3 separate regions of the Mus musculus genome follow, and all the other regions are linked to region 1. A link is a contact called in public HiChIP or PLAC-seq data. All regions are on one chromosome and are shown on one strand. Each heading gives the region's core, a stretch centred on a gene start, on an enhancer-like site or on the middle of the called end of the contact. The rest is flanking DNA. Distances are from core to core; before and after follow the strand shown.

Region 1 (2,915 bases), core at 242-2,741:
CCGTGCACCAGGATTCAATATTAAACCAACACCGTTTCACAGTTCGAAAATAGGACACGAAGAAGACGGAAGGGGCATGGTAAAGAAAGAGCGGTATTACATTCTCCTTCTTGGCTACGGACAAAACAAAAATGGACGGCAACAGAATAAAAAATCGTTAAAGTGATATTTGAAGAGTCACCAACAGTGGCTAACCAGCTGCTGGTTTACCAAGAATGAAATAGCCTATTGAGGGAACTTTAAAAGCCCTCAATTAATATGTTGAGCATGTATAAGATCCACAAAGAACTCACTGTATTTCCCACTTCCCCCCAGACATCCCCAGTACTCACAACTCCCCGAACCACCACCTTTCTTTTCTGTCAGGTGTGGGGTGGGGGAAAGATCAGAGCTACACAATAACTGGTTAACCTCTTCAAAACTGCGACAGCACCGGTCTTCACAATTAAAGGACAAAAACAAACACAAATAAAAAGGGTGACTTCATTAATGAGGGGATAAATTACCAATGACTTCTTCACTCTCTTTAGCTTATTACCCCCCAAACAAAACAAATATAATCCACATGTTAAAATCTCTTGTCTTCTTTCTTTGTTTTTGGTATGACGTTCTTTATTATGATTTTTTTTAAGTGTTGGTATTTGTAGAAGCTCCTGCCACTGTGTTCCCCAAAGAGCTACTAGTCTCAGCCCACTGGAGTTTATATTCCTTTAATTGTCTAGTGCAGGGACATTGCTGCCGATCTTAAAAATATACCGCTCTGCAGGAATTAGAGGAATCCAAGGTTGTATCCAACTTCAAAGGTTTCCAAGTCATAATGATTTTAGAAAGGCAGAAGACACATCATGGAAGGAACAAGCCCCCGTTTGAAGATAAGCATCATAGGGAATCTCTTTTTCCTTCCCTGTCTTCCCAACTTTGTGCTCCTCTCGGCTCTGGGTGCCCCCTCGCTAACGTAGTTTAATGATATGCAAATGAAATATGCATAAAACCATCCTACTGTATGATGATTAAACACTGGAGACATTAACAGCGGAGGCTTTACTCTGTATAATAATCCTTCCCGACCATCCACTTCGATTGCGGAGTTATGGAAACCCATAGCAGTTGGCAGAGAGAGGGGAAAGAGAGAAGGAAGAAGAGATGCAGGGGCACATCTCCCACTCGGTGCTTCTCCCACTCCCAAGGAGCTCCCCCAACCTTTGTACTGCACTAGTGCTGTCTTTTGTAATCCATCCATGCAGTCGCACCAGAGCGATTAACGGGGGGAAAAAACCTCTTTTCTCTTAATGTTTCAAAGCTCATTAGCCAAACGATTATTCCTCATTAACAGCGAAAGCTTATTCATTAAAAGGAAGGATATGCCCAAAAGATGCCAGCGCAGTTAATCCTGAGTCCCGTAACTGGACTGTAAATCCCAAACTACTTGTATATTCCATGCGAAAGGGGCACGCGCCAATCCACAATTAAAAGAAAAAAAAAAAAAGAAAAAGAACAAAAATGAAAACAGTTTGTGTGTTTTGTAAAATCCACAAGAGCAGCAATTAATATTCCCATTGAATTGACTTTAATTTTTGTGTGTGTGTCTCCCTTTTGTTTCCAGCGCCTGCCCCTGGCTCAGCGCCCGGTGCCAACAGAACACCTTCAGGATTCACAGCAACGCAGAAACCGTGAGTACCAGCCGCTTCCCTCAGACCCTTTTGCAGGATGTCTTTTTTTTTTTTTTTTTTCCTTAAGCACCTAAAACATAGAGACAAGGCTCTTTTCCCTTCTGCTCCTCAGCATCATGCCACCAGGGTTTGCCTGGTAGCCCCTTCCAAATCTCTCTGCCTTCAAGTTTGTACTTGTGTGTGTGGCATCCCTCCTCCTCCTCCTCCTCCTCCTCCTCCTCCTCCTCCTCCACTCCCATAGTGGATCTTGTAAAGGGGCTTCAGACGACCCCATTCATCTCCCCGGTGATAGCAGCGAATGTAGATAAATCTCTGGCTGCCTGCTTGCTGCTCCAGTATGATTTTTATTTTGTCTTCTGTGTGTACCTGGGTTAGAGAGTGGGATGCATACACACACACATACAAGTACATACTCAGATCTCCCAGTCTTTCCTCTGCCATCCTCTCCCACTTCTCAGACATGCATACACCACCCCACACACGTGTAAGTGCAAACCATATACACCTATATACGTACCCATACCTATAGCATGAAAATATATACATAGCTAAGCATTCAGTTTGTCAGAGAGTCTGTGTATTTGTATACACGCAGAGCCTTACACACATCTCTATATGCACTCGATGGTTGCCTGTTTTCACGTCTACCCATCTAGATAGCTCCTTTTAAACATTCCCTCTTTTCTCTCAGCAGAGGCTGTGTGCCATTTCCATCCAGGATTGGGAAAGCAGTATTCCTTCCTTAGAATTTCTATCTGTAGACCTTTATGTTTCCTTCTCTGCCTTCTTCGGAGCTATAAAATTGGCATCTTTCCCTGAGGTTTTCCGAATGGCAAGTGGTACCGGCTGTGGCATGCATTCATGCCGATTCCTCAGGCATTTCTCTTCCGATGTCTGCCTTTCCTCTTTGTTGTTGACTTGGCTGAACGGTGTGTTGTTGTTGTTGTTTTTTTAAGTTAATTATAAACGAAGTTGAGTAGCAAATAAGCCAGTAGCTTGCCCTCTCAAAAAAAAATTAATGAAAAAACAAAAATAGCCCACACAAGTGCCTTCTGCTGCAACAGATGCCCACATCACCCTTGGCATGGGCAACGGACAAACAGTTTGGGTGGTTGATGATTTTCTCTGACTGTCGCTGTATCTGTTGTTTGTTTTCCTTGTTTCTTTTTGATTTTTCAAGATGTCCAGGACCCCGGCCTCTGCTTGGAACGGAATGGTGTCATGGCGGAGACAACGGCCTTTGTC
Region 2 (3,068 bases), core at 469-2,968, 350 kb before region 1:
TCCTTAGTCAGAGCAGCAAGTGGCCGCACCAACTGAGACACCTCTCCAGCCCCACCCATTCTCCACATTTTAAGATCCACTCTCCTCTAGTTTCCCCTTCACTGGCTATTGTCCATTCCCCACCCCTTTCTACATAGTGGTGGCACTGAGTATGTGGCGGGGTTGGGTATCTTTCCTTGTCCGCTTTTTTTGGACACTGTCCTCTCTGACATTGCTTGGAGCCTCGGCCGTTTGATTCCCTTCCTTCTTACAAGCCCGTGCCAGACCATGAAGCAAAACCTTCCCTTGGTCTGCAGTCTCTTTCCCTTACTCTCTTTGTGCTAAGGGTCCATCTTCCCCTTGGAAAAAGTGGGAAGGATCCCACATGAGGTATTTTCCCCATTGCTAGAGTTGTAGAACATTCGCCAGTTTCGGCGCTTACACGAAGGACCTCAACACCCCGGGTTAGCGATTGAAAAGAAGCTTTGTGCTCCAAACCACCATCCGTTACACGCGCGTTTAGTACCAGTTCTTTGTCACCTATACTTTGTCACAGACCTATCCTTTTCATCCCAAATCGTCTCGCATCTCACGGGCCTTGTTTTGTCTTTGGGGTTGAGTATTCCCTCTTCCAGTGCCACCCCCACCCCACCCCACCCCACCCCAGCACTGTAGCATATAGGTGTAAGCCTCCATATTGGCTAACATTTACTGTAGTGTTGGCTGTGGGTGAGGATCACTGCTCTTTATAGCTGTGTGCTGAGATGTGGTGCTGTGCGGGCTGGGGACAGCAGTGGGATCTGTTGCTTCCCAGAGATGCCAAGCCTTTCTTAGAGCTCGGAAACTCCTTCTCGGAAGAGACACCCAGCACGTGAGCTAGAATCTTAAGGCTTGATTTAAAACACAGCAGCAGTGTGGGAAGACCAGAGGAGGAGCTGCTGTGGGTAGCGTCTCTGTGAAAGAAGGCATGGATGTGGGTTACCATTTTGCCTTACACCCTAGACAATACTGTTCTATTGTATAGGATCCAAATCGACAGAACAAGGCAAAGACAGGAGAGGTTTTGCATAGACCTGTTGGCGCGGCTTTCCAAGTTCCTCCGCAGGAGGAGGAGGAAGAGGCAAGCATTTTCTCCCTTCAGTACAGAACTGCACAAGGTGCTGTATCAATGACAACTTAGCCATCCCATCTGCTTGTCCCCACCACGAGTGCAGGAAAAGCGCTTGGGCCAGAAAACATTTGGTTTGTCCCCTGCTCCTCTTCTACCTTACTTTAGCTTGCTTAGGAATTGGCGACAGAAACGTGTTGTTCCTATGGCCTGTCTGTCTGTCTGAGACTAGAGACCTGATGGTTTGGGAGACCGGCCTAGGTTTTGACTTTACACGTGGCAGCATAGTCTTCACATGTTAGGTGTGGCTGTCCGGTTTCTTTCCTGAGCTGGCTGCCTTGTGTATACTAGGCAGCGTGCTGTGGTATTTTAAGATTCTCCAGGCGTGTGGAGATGGAGGAGTCTCTTCTAGGTTACCTCCAGGATCTGTACGTGTATCTGCCATCGCACCGTGACCTGTGTTACCTCGAACACCCTTTGACCTCCCTTGCACGCACTTGGGTCTGCCCGAGGACGGAGAGCGAGTTTAGCCAGTGTTTCTCTGGGTGACATGGCCCTGAAGTCAGCCCGACTTCTGTCCCGTCAGACTTGGTTTGGCATGAGTAAGCCTTTGTTTGTGCTTTGTTTTCATGAATAGCTTGTTTTACCAGCTGTGCGTCTAAGTGGCTTATGATCCAGCAGAAGCGGCCCATTGACAGTCAGTGCCTCTCTGCCTTGCCATCCGCTGCTAGAAGTAAAAGAGTATTTGTGTCTGAGCTCCGTGCTTCGTGGGGGTAAGGCTGCTTTCTGAATGATCACCTTCCTCAAACGAGAAGATGGTCTTCAGAGCAAGGTGACAACCATGCTGGGAATCCAGGTCTGCCACCTATGTGCCATGTGACCCAAGACCTTGTGAGCCAGGGTTTTGTTTTTCTCTATTTGTATAGTCTGTTTTGAAGGCCAGAAACAAAAACAGTTGCCTGCTTCTCCCTTAATTTGCCTTTTTCAAAAATACCTTAAAAAAAAAATCCATAGCTCACTTTGGTGTTGTCAAGCCTTGCCTTCCTCGGTCTTATAAACACCCGGGGTCTGCAGGGCAGCTGCCGCCCTCCCTTCCCATGTCCCGGTTCCTGTATGCACTGCATCCATCACGGCTGCTGTTCCCGTCAGGAGAGCCATCCCTCAAGGTTCTTGCGTTTGCCCATTAGGTTCTAATCACCTCTCTTTAGTACCATTTCTGGTACATCCTGTTCATTTCCCACACACCTTCTTCATTTGTACATAGATGCCGGAGCCAGCTCACAGCCCTCCCCGCCCCCATGTCGTTTTGCATTAAGTATAAGATCTCCAGTGAGTCAGTTTTGACTCTGAAGGGCATACCAGTCTTCTATAACGGAAAACACTAGGGGTGTGTGTGTGTGTGTGTGTGTGTGTGTGTGTGTGTGTGTGTGTGTGTGTGTCTGTGTGTGTGTGTGTGTGAGAGAGAGAGAGAGAGGGAGAGAGAATGGATGTGTGTGTACACCCCCACACACACGCACACGCTTGCTTTAATGTACTCTATCACTCATGTATGTTTATCTATTTTGTCTTCTCCCCTTCAACTGTGGAGGCTTGGCAGTGTTTATTTGAAGCAGGGTGTTATTGAAAGACAGATGCTGTAGGGACTGCTTGGGCCTCACACCTGGAATGTTAAAAAGCTCTCAGGCAGATCTTTTCTGTTGAAAAATGTCCCTTTCTTCAGTGGGGGCGGGGGAGGGAGGTGGTGGAGGGTAGAGGGGGCAGGAAAGAACCAGTACCCATCCAAGAAGCTCCCATCTGCAGCCCTCCTGTGGTCCTGCACCCCTGATTTTGACTGCTCCCTTCCCCCTCCCGCAGCCCCTGCAGATATTTTAAATGATGCATTCAAGACTTTGAAATGTTTTGGTCTCCTGAGTGTGAGTGTGTGAGTCCTTCTCTCCTCTCTATCCAGAGCCTCTCTCCCCACTCAGCTCCAGGGACCCTC
Region 3 (3,116 bases), core at 482-2,981, 460 kb before region 1:
GGGAGCAACAGTGCGTGCGCACAAACGCCTGATGGATCGCTTCCGTGTCTACCCTTGAATTTTGTCATCGGAAAGATGTGCTTTTATAAAATCTGAACTGAATTCCTAAACAAGTAGCATTGGAGTGTAGTTATTGAGGCCATTTAAAGGGAACCTGCGGGAGTAGCCAGGGGACCAAGAATTGGCCTGCAGGAAGGGTTGAGAGTTCCGGGTGAGCCAGACTGGAGTGTCTGTGGGATGGGGTCAGGGCTGGAGGGGAGGGCTTAGGGGGCTGAGGAGAGGTTTGTGAATGCTGAGTGGCAGGGCTTCCTGTGAAAGTGTGGGGACCCACTTGGTTCCCAGGCCGCCCTCTGTAACTGAAGAGCATTGATTTTACGGGAAACCATGTTTACAGACAGAGCGCTGATCGACCTGCCGAGTTGACTTCTGCCTCCTTAAGTAAGAACTACCTTTTTCTTATTGACTGGCTGATAAACAGAGCAAGCTCGCTGGGTGGGAGAGTAGTGGATGCCCCGAGGCCCATGAGCTGCCAGACTGGGCAGGATGAAGAGATTGCTTCACGTCAGCGCACCCCCACCCCCTTCCCAGTCTATTCCTTCTTCTCTGCATCTGCTAGGGACCCAGGCAGGAGGACACATGCAGCCTTCCTGCCCTGGCAATACAGAAACAGACAGGCTGGTCGTCTGGTGAAGATGTCGTGAAACAGCATCTCAAACTTTAATTCAGGGTCCCCAGAGATGATGTGTATCTGACAGGTCTGTTTGGGGTGGGGTGTGAGCCTGCATTTTTCAGGACAGTGCTATTGACGCATCTCCTTAAAAAGTTTCGCCTGCAGTCAGTGGGTATCGGGGAGAAGCTCTAACACAGGCGTTCTGGGCCTGGAAACTGGGCTTTCTTTCCCACCTGCATCTTTATGGGCTGTCACCTTCCTAGGATCGACCCCCAGACCCAATGCCCCAGTTCCCTGTCTTTCAGAACTAGTAACTTGCTTGGGAGTAGGGAACAAATTAAACGAGTCTCTCTCTCTCTTTCTCTCTCTCTCTCTCTCTCTCTCTCTCTCTCTCTCTCTGTCGTCGTCGTCGTCGTTGTTGTTGTTGTTGTTATATTCTGTTTTTAAAGTCCCAGCCCCTTAGCCGGCCAGTTCATGGAGGAGGAAGAAGAGAGCCAGGCAAGCAAAGCCCACCAATTAATTGGTAAATGCTAGCAGGTTTCTCTGGCCCAACCCAGGCTGGAGAGGAGATTGGCTTTGCTGTCAATAAACAAGTCCCTGGTGCAGCATCAAAGCTGTTCTCCTTTATCAATCGTGGCCTCCCCTTCCCGCATGTTCCTGTAACTTACCAAGCATTTATGACATTGATTTTACAATCGGGCTGTTAACCCTCCCGCCCCTTCAGACCTGCCATCCTTTTGGGCTTGAACTGTCAATCAGGTGTCATCCAGCCAATCAGGGATGTCCTTAGGAAGAGCCTCCCCCGATTCTCACCTAGATCCCAGCTAAGCCTTGTGGGAAGCCCTGTCTCATTTGCCACTGGGGCTGGTTTAGTGAGGTGATTTGTTTGAAGCGAACAGGTCGTTTCTAAGGCACACGGAACTTTTACCATCACAGAGGCCAAGGTTATCAGTCGATTGATTGGACAAGTGAGTGCGTGAGAGTCTTAAACCAATCATGGCACATCCTTTTGGAGGCCTCTGCAAGCCTGCCTTCTCCTCCTTTTCCCGAGGGGGAGCTGTTGGCTCACTATGCAGTCAAGCCCGGAGAAATACAGAAAGTCGAAGACAAGGTTGGCAGGAGATGGAGGGAGATGAAACCTAGCCAAAAGCTCTGTCTGCTGCTCATGAATGAGCTAGATGGCAGAGCAGGGACCAGATGGCCTGGGGTCTGTGACTAAAAGACTGAACCAGGTCTCCTACAGGTGCTGAGCCACCTGTAGGAGACCTGCAACAAGGCCATAACCACCCCCGAGGAGGTGATGGTACAGGAGCCAGGCAGCCTGTGATCTGTTGCTACCTTCCCCAGGGACATGAACTCTCAGAGGGCAAGTTCAGCTCAGTAGCACTCTGGAGTCGGAAACGGAAAAGCCCCAGGGCTGCAGGACAGCTGCTAGGGCAGCAACTAATAACCAAGAGGCAGCTGTGCAAGAGGGCCTTGGTCATCAGCCCAGCTGCCGTCTCTGCCTTTGCTAGGGGAAACCCACCCCATGCAAGGCGCATGGCGAACAGGCTCCCTGCAGATGGGCAGAAGGAGGTATTGCTCCCCAAGGAGGCATTGCCCCATTGAAAGTCGGGCCAGCCTCATCCTTGGTGCCTTCGTAGTTTCACTTGCGAAGTCTTCTGAGCTCCAGACGAGGAAGCTTTTCTAGTTTGGGGGTGAAGGAGATGGGAATTTGGGGGTGAAGGAGGGGGTCTTCTCTTCAGTTTGATGGTTGAGAATCGTGGCACCGGCCTCGGTTAGGATTTACCCTAGAAGGTTTACTGCTTGGGACATGTGACTTCTGATGTTTCCGAGACCCGATGGGGAGGGATGTGGGCCGTTGTCCCCCTTGGGCCCTTTTCAGGATGTACCTAAGCCTTTACCTTTGCCCTCTGACCCCTGTAGACCTTTGAACTCACCAAACCTGACACACGGGCACTGATTTCTCTATGTCACTCAGCTCTTTCTGAAGGTGGCCACAGCTTCTTCCCCTCATCCTCCCTGGTGTCCCCCCCCCATGCCCCCCCCCAGTGCAATTGATCTGCTACAGATGGCTTCATGTAAGTTATCTGTATTGGGGGGGGGGTGGGCGGGTCATTCCATGACCTCACTGGGTACTGGAAAGATGCTAAGCCTCTTCCACTGTGGCTCCCTGCCCAGCCTGTCTCAAAGCCCTGATGGCATGGAGTGAAAATTCCAGTGGATCGAACTGTAGAGTGACAGACAGTGTGAAGTCTAAGGGGCTTATCCCTGACCGCTTCCCTGTTTCCCACTCAACGCATGGACCCGGCTGTGTCGTCCATGGTGCCTCTTGCCCTCTCTGTACCGCACCGTGCAGGGGCCATGTTCCCCAGTCTGCCCTCTGCCCTGCAAGCTTTGTGTCGTGGGTGTGGACAGAAGCTTTCTTAGAGCACCCCACGCGGGG

The links. HiChIP or PLAC-seq counts read pairs in DNA pulled down with a chosen protein or histone mark.
Region 2: an H3K27ac HiChIP or PLAC-seq map of stem cell-derived neural progenitor cells shows a contact between it and region 1, with 4 times the contacts expected there. The contact joins the enhancer-like site here to the promoter of 4922502B01Rik in region 1. A contact is called at or near these places in 3 of 39 promoter capture datasets (the 3T3-L1 cell line, hippocampal neurons and stem cell-derived epiblast-like cells), 2 of 484 Hi-C or Micro-C datasets (cortical neurons and neural progenitor cells) and 6 of 115 datasets of contacts at active chromatin or transcription factors (astrocytes, embryonic basal ganglia, embryonic forebrain and 3 more).
Region 3: an H3K27ac HiChIP or PLAC-seq map of neural progenitor cells shows a contact between it and region 1, with 11 times the contacts expected there. The contact joins the enhancer-like site here to the promoter of 4922502B01Rik in region 1. A contact is called at or near these places in 1 of 39 promoter capture datasets (hippocampal neurons), 3 of 484 Hi-C or Micro-C datasets (cerebral cortex, cortical neurons and neural progenitor cells) and 5 of 115 datasets of contacts at active chromatin or transcription factors (astrocytes, embryonic forebrain, forebrain and 2 more).

What each region holds. Positions count from the first base shown.
Region 1 is chr8:109,248,254-109,251,168 of GRCm38.p6, forward strand. 4922502B01Rik (RIKEN cDNA 4922502B01 gene) reads right to left here and starts at 1,492. Exons shown (of 5, transcript NR_151498.1): 1 at 507-1,492. It overlaps D030068K23Rik (RIKEN cDNA D030068K23 gene), which reads left to right. Exons shown (of 10, transcript NR_126329.1): 9 at 1,604-1,670; 10 at 2,851-2,915.
Region 2 is chr8:108,902,108-108,905,175 of GRCm38.p6, forward strand. The region is part of intron 4 of Zfhx3 (zinc finger homeobox 3); the gene reads left to right. Among named protein-coding and RNA genes, the nearest start is that of Mir3108, 33 kb to the right of the region's middle. Within about 2 kb of position 1,719, at least 27 of the 459 cell types and tissues checked have an H3K27ac peak or open chromatin away from gene starts, as enhancers often do. A contact at or near this core is called in stem cell-derived neural progenitor cells, where this site is marked.
Region 3 is chr8:108,788,995-108,792,110 of GRCm38.p6, forward strand. All of the region lies in intron 1 of Zfhx3 (zinc finger homeobox 3), which reads left to right. Among named protein-coding and RNA genes, the nearest start is that of Zfhx3, 76 kb to the left of the region's middle. Within about 2 kb of position 1,732, at least 22 of the 459 cell types and tissues checked have an H3K27ac peak or open chromatin away from gene starts, as enhancers often do. A contact at or near this core is called in neural progenitor cells and stem cell-derived neural progenitor cells, where this site is marked.